Linked DNA regions of Bos taurus: region 1 is linked to region 2. Evidence: chromatin contacts called from public Hi-C data. All regions are on one chromosome and are shown on one strand. The core of a region is the stretch at or near the end of the contact, and the rest is flanking DNA. Distances in the headings are between cores, read along the strand shown.

Region 1 (3,249 bases), core at 229-2,728, 330 kb before region 2:
TATATATGGCTGCTTTTCTTTTGAAGATAGTTAGGGATGCCCTTTCTTTAAAACCATGACTGCTTCTCTAGCCAAGACTAGCATGCTGAGCTTCCAACAGGAGAGCCATACCCTCCTTCTCCAAGGCCCACCCGCCTAGGTTCAGAGGTAAGGGTGCTTGCCCCTGCCCTTACTTTGTATCTGCAAGACAGTGTGTGTGTGGGCGGGGGGTAGAGTCTATAAACTGGTCTCATACTCAGGCCTTTCCCATCAGAGGCCTGGGCAGAGCTGAGGCCAGTATGATCCTCGGGTTTGGCATGGCTTTCAGGCTAGAGCTGGGCCCTGTGTCAATTCTGTGGGTGGCCAGGGCTTGTTCTCCTGCACTTGGGTGGACTATGGTCGTTTCCTGTAACTGTTCTAGGGCTTCCACTCACCTCCCCGACCTCAGATTGCAAGGGGCAAACCTAAAACACAATGGTCCCTGCTGGAGGTACAATGTGAAATACATACACACAAAACCCAGGAGAAATGGGTCAGTAAAGCTCCCTCCATTCCACCTTGCTGGAGATCTCACTGGCGGTTTAAATACTGCCAAGAAATGCTAAAACCCAGCCTGGGCAAGGGGAAGGCAAGGCCCCCACCTTTGCCGGAGAGCCGCCGGGGCTGAGCGCCCACGCAGATGCTCCGGCTGTCCTCGTCATCCTCGGGGGGCCGGCTCAGGTCATCCCAGGCGCACTTGGCACTGACACCACTCAGGTTGGAGCCGTCTGTCTCGATGCCTTTGTCAACTCGCTCCTGCTTGGAAAGAACCAAAGAGCCAGAGTTCCTTCAGCCAACCAGTGGCCCAAGGTCACCACCCATATTTGCTTGCCCATATTTACTGAGCCTCAATAAGAGGTAAGGGCTTCCTTGGTGGCTCAGCAGTAAGAATCTACCTGCCAATGTGGGAGAGGTGGGCTCGACCCCTCGGTAGGGAAGATACCTTGGAGAAGGAGATGGCAACCCACTCCAGTATTCTTGCCTGGAGAATCCCAGGGACAGAGGAGCCTGGTGGGCTACAGTCCATGGGGTCACAAAGAGCTGGACATGACTTAGGGACCCAGCACGAGCATGAGTAAGAGCTAAGCACGGGACAGGTGTCAGAAGAACAGGATTCCTGACTCTATTCTGCCCTGGTTACTAACGAGTGACAGTCTCTGCCAGCCACTGGGCTCCTCCAGGAGAACCAGGAGTTAGGGGAGCTGGGAAGAATGAAAATCCCAAGGGAAGCTTCTCCTCACTCATTAGACTTCCAGTATAGTGACCTTCACACCTGTTTCAGAGCCCTGACTCTGCCCACCCTGTGCTGGCCTATGGAGCTGACGTAGCAGGGCCAGGAACTACCTCCTGGAGGAAAGGCACAGTCCTTCCTCTGCTGACTGATCACCCGGCCCTGCTCCAGAGGCCAGTGTGGAAGCCAGCCACAGGCGGGAGAGACTGGGACTCAGCTCCACCTCTCCAGCTCCACACCTGCAGTTTCTTCTTCCAACAGCAGAGGGTGTGGTCACACGGTGACGAGCCCCAGAGAGCAGAAGGGCAGGACTTTCCCTGCAGCATTGCTGACTTGTTTGGCCAACGATTCTGGATGGAGATTCTTTTCCATTTCTTAGACTGAACTGGAGGCCGGGAGGGCGGTGAGCATCTGCAAGCTCCACCAGAGGTCCTGCCTTCGCACAGGCCTTGATATTGTGGAGTCCAAACACTCTCCAAATGGTCTCAAGGAAGAGGTGAACACAAATACCCTGGGATTTCCGGTAAAATACAGTTGTGCTGTTGGGCTTTGGATGAAAGGTCATCTGGGAGGCTCCTGCAACCTCGTTCATAAACAGTCATGTGGGCCAAATAAAGCTCCTGAGTCAGGACCTCAATTAGAATCTGCTCCTCCCTGTCTGGGGACCTTCTCCCCATGGCTCCACAGGCCCATACTGGCCTGCTGCTTGGCTGGGGAGCCTGTTCAGAAAGCACAAGGTAAGCCTACAGAGAGGGTCCTTGTTTCTGGACACCGTCAGCAGGTGGCCCTGGCCTGATGCCTCCTTCCCATCAGCCCCCCTCTCCCCATCTCCAGGGCTCCCATCAGCCCAGGCAAAGCTGAGGATTCTGAGTTGACAACAGGGAGTGGCTCTCTGTGCCCTAGGCAGGGGCGTGCAGGTTTGCTCAGGATAGAGTCTATGTTTTTCCTTCTCCACTGGCCACCTTGGGGCCCCTCATCTAAGCAAGAAGCTGAAGACATCTCTTGGCTCAATGAGCTCAGCCCACTTACTTTATGAGTAAACAAGAAAGGGTAAAGATGCCGAGGAGTCTGAGGACTTGTTCCCGCACACAACTGGCTAGTGGTAGAGTGTGGAGCAAAGGGCCAGGAGCAGCTCTAAAACAAACCAGCTGCAAGTAGACCCCAGAGACACAAGTGAGCACAGAGCAGCTCCCACTGGGCGCACACCGAGGTGCTTTGCTTGCTTTTAAAGAACACTAGTGCTCTGGGTCCTGCTGGCTGGCCTTAGGGATGCCTGAAGACTAGAAAGGAGAACTGTTCTCGGTATGTAGAGCAAGGACAGGCTGCTTACCCTAGTAGCTTAAAGACTGGGTGCTTTCTTAGCACTTGGCACTTAGGACAGGGGCCAAAGCAACAGCCCATGATGCCCTGTGCTGGATCCCAGTGTGGCTGCAGAACAAGGGCTTAGGGAAACACAGCCATGTGGTTCCAGTTCTTGCATAAGCAGAAGCTACTAGGAAACCAAGTTAAAGGAGAGATAACAGAGGATCCTGGCAGTGATCGAAAAGGTAAATAGGTAAATAGAGGAGCATCATCTGTGAATGAGTAGGCTTCTGCCCGAGAACTCCCAGGTCTGCAGTAATGAGCCCAGGGACCGCAGGCTGCCTGTCTGCCTGCTACCTCTCCCTACCCCCTCCCAGCCTTCCTAAAGAACACCAACTCTTGGCACTAACACAGGCTGCCTGTGGCCTGTGAGATTTCTACAGAGGCATAAAATGTTCAGAGATGGCAATGACTTGCAAAGGGCAAGGGCAAAAGAGAAGGAGGCAGGCACGTGCCAGGCACATTACTGGCTGTCTGCGGTTCCTGTTTCATGAGAAGCCCATAAGAAACAAAGTTATGCTCTACCCGGCTTTCAAAATTCACCTGCATACAAACAGAGTGCTGCTTCTAAAAATCCCAGAGATGACACTGACACCACTGTACAGGTGGGCCACACAGCAAGCAGGAACGGCCGACCT
Region 2 (3,475 bases), core at 186-2,685:
ATATATTGCTACTGCTTTTTAGAGCACATAAACTGAGCACAGCAAAGCAACCTCCAATCAGACCTTTCCATTTGTATCCTCCACAGGGTCCAGAGGTGTGCCTTGTATACCTGATTTAAAAGCATGCCAAGTTCTATGTCGTGCATTAAAAGACACTATACCTATTCCTTATTTTTAAAGGCATTCTTTACCACTGAGGGACTCTTATAGCTTTACAATACAGCAGTTTGTCAAAGTCATCACAGCACCACAAACTACGCTCTTTGGGGTTATGTTCCATCATTCATTCTGCTGTCCTGACCCTACCACTTTTAAACTGATTGAATATCTCTCATGACTCTTCCTACCACTAAAAATAATAGGCCAACAGTACCAACTTCACAGGTTTTCAAATTCCTCTCTGCTCTCCTCCAAATATGTTGTAATAGAATGGCTTCCTTGAAATTAAACTTCATCTCCTTAGGACAAGTGAAGAGAAGACCTGGGGAAGAGATGGCAACCAAAAATATACACCTGAAGAAAATATTTGTAAAAGATGAAAGAGGCGCAGAAGATTAAGCCCAGTGTTTACACACAGACCCAGACTGGCAGGTGAGCAGCCCCATAAAAGGAAAGCCTTCTCTTAAACAGGTCCTCGGGAGGCTGGCCTCAGTCCTTCCACAAGCTTTCTCACTACCTGGTCTAGTAGTAGTGATGATTAGTTCACCATCATTAATGAAGCAGTTCAGCTGTGTTAAAGAGGCAGTCACACAGAAGTGGGCGCTGCACAAAATCCAGTGAGACTCTCATCCAAGCTCTAAAAATCAACCCTGAAATGTAGATATGATACTCTGCAAGTTTGCTTTCAGCTTCTGAAAACTGGAAGGAAGACGCGGGAAGCTCCAAAAGACAGGAAATAGGCTAAGCCTGGAAACACAGGGAGAAGGATTCGGGTACTTGCAAGAGATCAAAAGGCAGAGTTGAAGTCGCCCCTCCGGCGGCAGAGGCCTGACCTTTGCCCCCTGCACCTCTCCCAGTGCCCTCCCACAACAATCTCTCTCTCATCTCGTTCTTGCCCCTGCGTCCCTAACCCAACCCGCCCGGCTCATTCGGTTTAAGGGCTCTCCTCTCCTTATTCCCTCTCGTGATGTCAGGGCGGCCTTCACGACACTGGAACTCTAATAAGAGACTTCGCTGACCTGTCAGCGGATCCAAAATGGCGGGGCCTAGTCCCAGGACCGGCGGCGGCTGTTCATGTCCAGCCCGGGCCTCGAAGGCGTCTCTGAGCGGCTCTCCCGGCTCTGGCGGCAGATAGGAGCAGGAAAGGAGCCCTTTCCGGGAGTTGAGGCCGAAATCAAAGCCCACCCAATTAGCCAGGAAGAGTCGGCCAGAACGGGCGGTGGAGCCGGCTACCTTCCCTGTCAGCTCACTGACGTGGTAACTAGCCTCAGTCTAGCCCGCTGCCTGGTATCTGCACGAGCCCTGCCGCTCATAGCCAATCATAGCTTCGCATCGTGAAAAATGGCATTTCGGTTACCCAATCGAAGGAAGGAAATTGGCGTCGGGAGGCGGGTAGTGCCTAAAGAGGCGAGATTACAAGGGAAAGAAAAAGATAGGCAGGGGACAACCAACGGATACGAGGACTCTCTGAGTGACAGTTCCTAGAACCAGTAAAAAAGCAGAAATTATGCTGGCAGTTGGAGAGGTGGAGTTAGGTAGAGTTAGGTTGCAGTGCACAGTTTGGCAGTGGCTGCTGGGCATTATGGGGAAGAAAGCTATGATTTGCTGGAAAGGGGGCGGAGTCCGTTTTGAGAGCCTTGAGTGGCCGACACTATTCTCTCTAGGCCGAAACCGGCCGCTTCTCCCTATTAAAGTCACCTGGGCCAATACTATAAACTTGAGGAATCGTTTCCTTTCAAGGCAGCTCAAGGGAGCAATCTATTCCAACCTCCCATCCCCCACCGTGCCTTCTGCTTGCTTGACTTCTCATAATGAATCTGTCCCATCTCAACTTTGTTTCTGTGTCTTGTGCCTTATGCCTGTCATCCTGAAATAGACAATGGGAGGTGACAACAGGCTTGGATATTTAATTCAAGTCCTTTCATTTTATGGATCAGGAAACTGAGTCCCAGAATGGAAAGATAGCCCCCATGTTTGTATATCTAGTTAATGACAGAGCAGAGACAAACCTAAGTGTCCTCACCTCTAGTCCAGTTCTTTTTTTCACTGCCCCTCGATACCTCTTACACTTTAGTTTATTAGACTGTGACTCAGCTCTGACCCTCATCCTAAGCCTTGATTTCTTTTGCTCAGTCTCTAGGTCATATCGACTCTTTGTGACCCCATGGATTGCAGCCCGTCAGGCTCCCCTATCCGTGGGATTTCACAGGCAAGAATACTGGGTTCCCATTTCCTTCCCCAGGGGATCTTCCCATCCCAGGGATCGAGCCTGCCTCTCCTGCATCCCCTGCATTGGCAGGCAGATTCTTTCCATTACACCACCTGGGAAGTCCCTGGATATTCTTTACCTATCCGGAAAAAAGCTAATCACACGGGTTAGTCCATATCACCAGTGACAGGAAACTGAAGGCTTTCCTGAAGCCTTAGAAATGATAAAACATCTGAGAGCAAGATGCCCCTAGTTGCCTCTCCCCTGGCAAGAGATGATAGAAGTTGCTAGGATATTTAGAGTGACCTAGTAGTTTGTGTAGAAAGGGGACAGAAGGATGAGTTTTCTCCTTGCAGATTGAATGTTGGAGTTCCTAGCCTATCTGCTTGAATAAAGCCTAGGTGTCCCTACAGACCTGAAGAGACTGCTAGAAAGATGAAAAAAAGATCCAGCTCTCTCCCCCATTTCCTCTCACTTATGGATGACTCAAATCTAAGGACGGAGAAGGCAATGGCACCCCACTCCAGTACTCTTGCCTGGAAAATCCCATGGACAGAGGACCCTGGTAGGCTGCAGTCCATGGGGTCAATAAGAGTCAGACAAGACTGAGCGACTTCCCTCTCACTTTTCACTTTCATGCATTGGAGAAGGAAATGGCAACCCACTCCAGTGTTCTTGCCTGGAGAATCCCAGGGACGGGGGAGCCTGGTGGGCTGCCATCTATGGGGTTGCACAGAGTCAGACACGACTGAAGCAACTTAGCAGCAGCAGCAAGTCTAAGGAAGTTACATTCCTAACCCCATAGGAATGTGGTCTCAAAACCAGACATCCAAAGCCTTGTGCTAGAATCCTCTAATATGGAGAAACCCATCAGACCCGAAGAACTCCTCAGTAGGTCTGTGTACCTACAAATGGGGCTCCTGATCTCTGGGTCCAGCTGAATATCTTGCCTCTTTCACCCAAAGAGAGTCAGAGGCTGATGATACAACCACTGTAGCATCTCTTCCAGCTTACCTCTGAGCCATTTTCCACCTTCATTTGAAAACTTGGATTTGGTCTTCTGACCCTATCACAGATTGAGAGGTCCTAGATAATAAACTGAAAAAT

Evidence for each region. A called contact is a pair of places that touch in the nucleus more often than the background predicts.
Region 1: a Hi-C map of liver shows a contact between it and region 2, with 2.2 times the contacts expected there. The contact joins the enhancer-like site here to the promoter of GBF1 in region 2. A contact is called at or near these places in 2 of 11 Hi-C or Micro-C datasets (liver and skin fibroblasts).

The regions. Positions count from the first base shown.
Region 1 is chr26:23,220,815-23,224,063 of ARS-UCD2.0, reverse strand. SUFU (SUFU negative regulator of hedgehog signaling) reads right to left here. Exons shown (of 11, transcript NM_001098083.2): 7 at 621-777. Among named protein-coding and RNA genes, the nearest start is that of TRIM8, 43 kb to the left of the region's middle. Within about 2 kb of position 1,478, at least 22 of the 102 cell types and tissues checked have an H3K27ac peak or open chromatin away from gene starts, as enhancers often do. A contact at or near this core is called in liver, where this site is marked.
Region 2 is chr26:22,887,316-22,890,790 of ARS-UCD2.0, reverse strand. It overlaps GBF1 (golgi brefeldin A resistant guanine nucleotide exchange factor 1), which reads right to left and starts at 1,435. Exons shown (of 40, transcript NM_001081600.3): 1 at 1,179-1,435.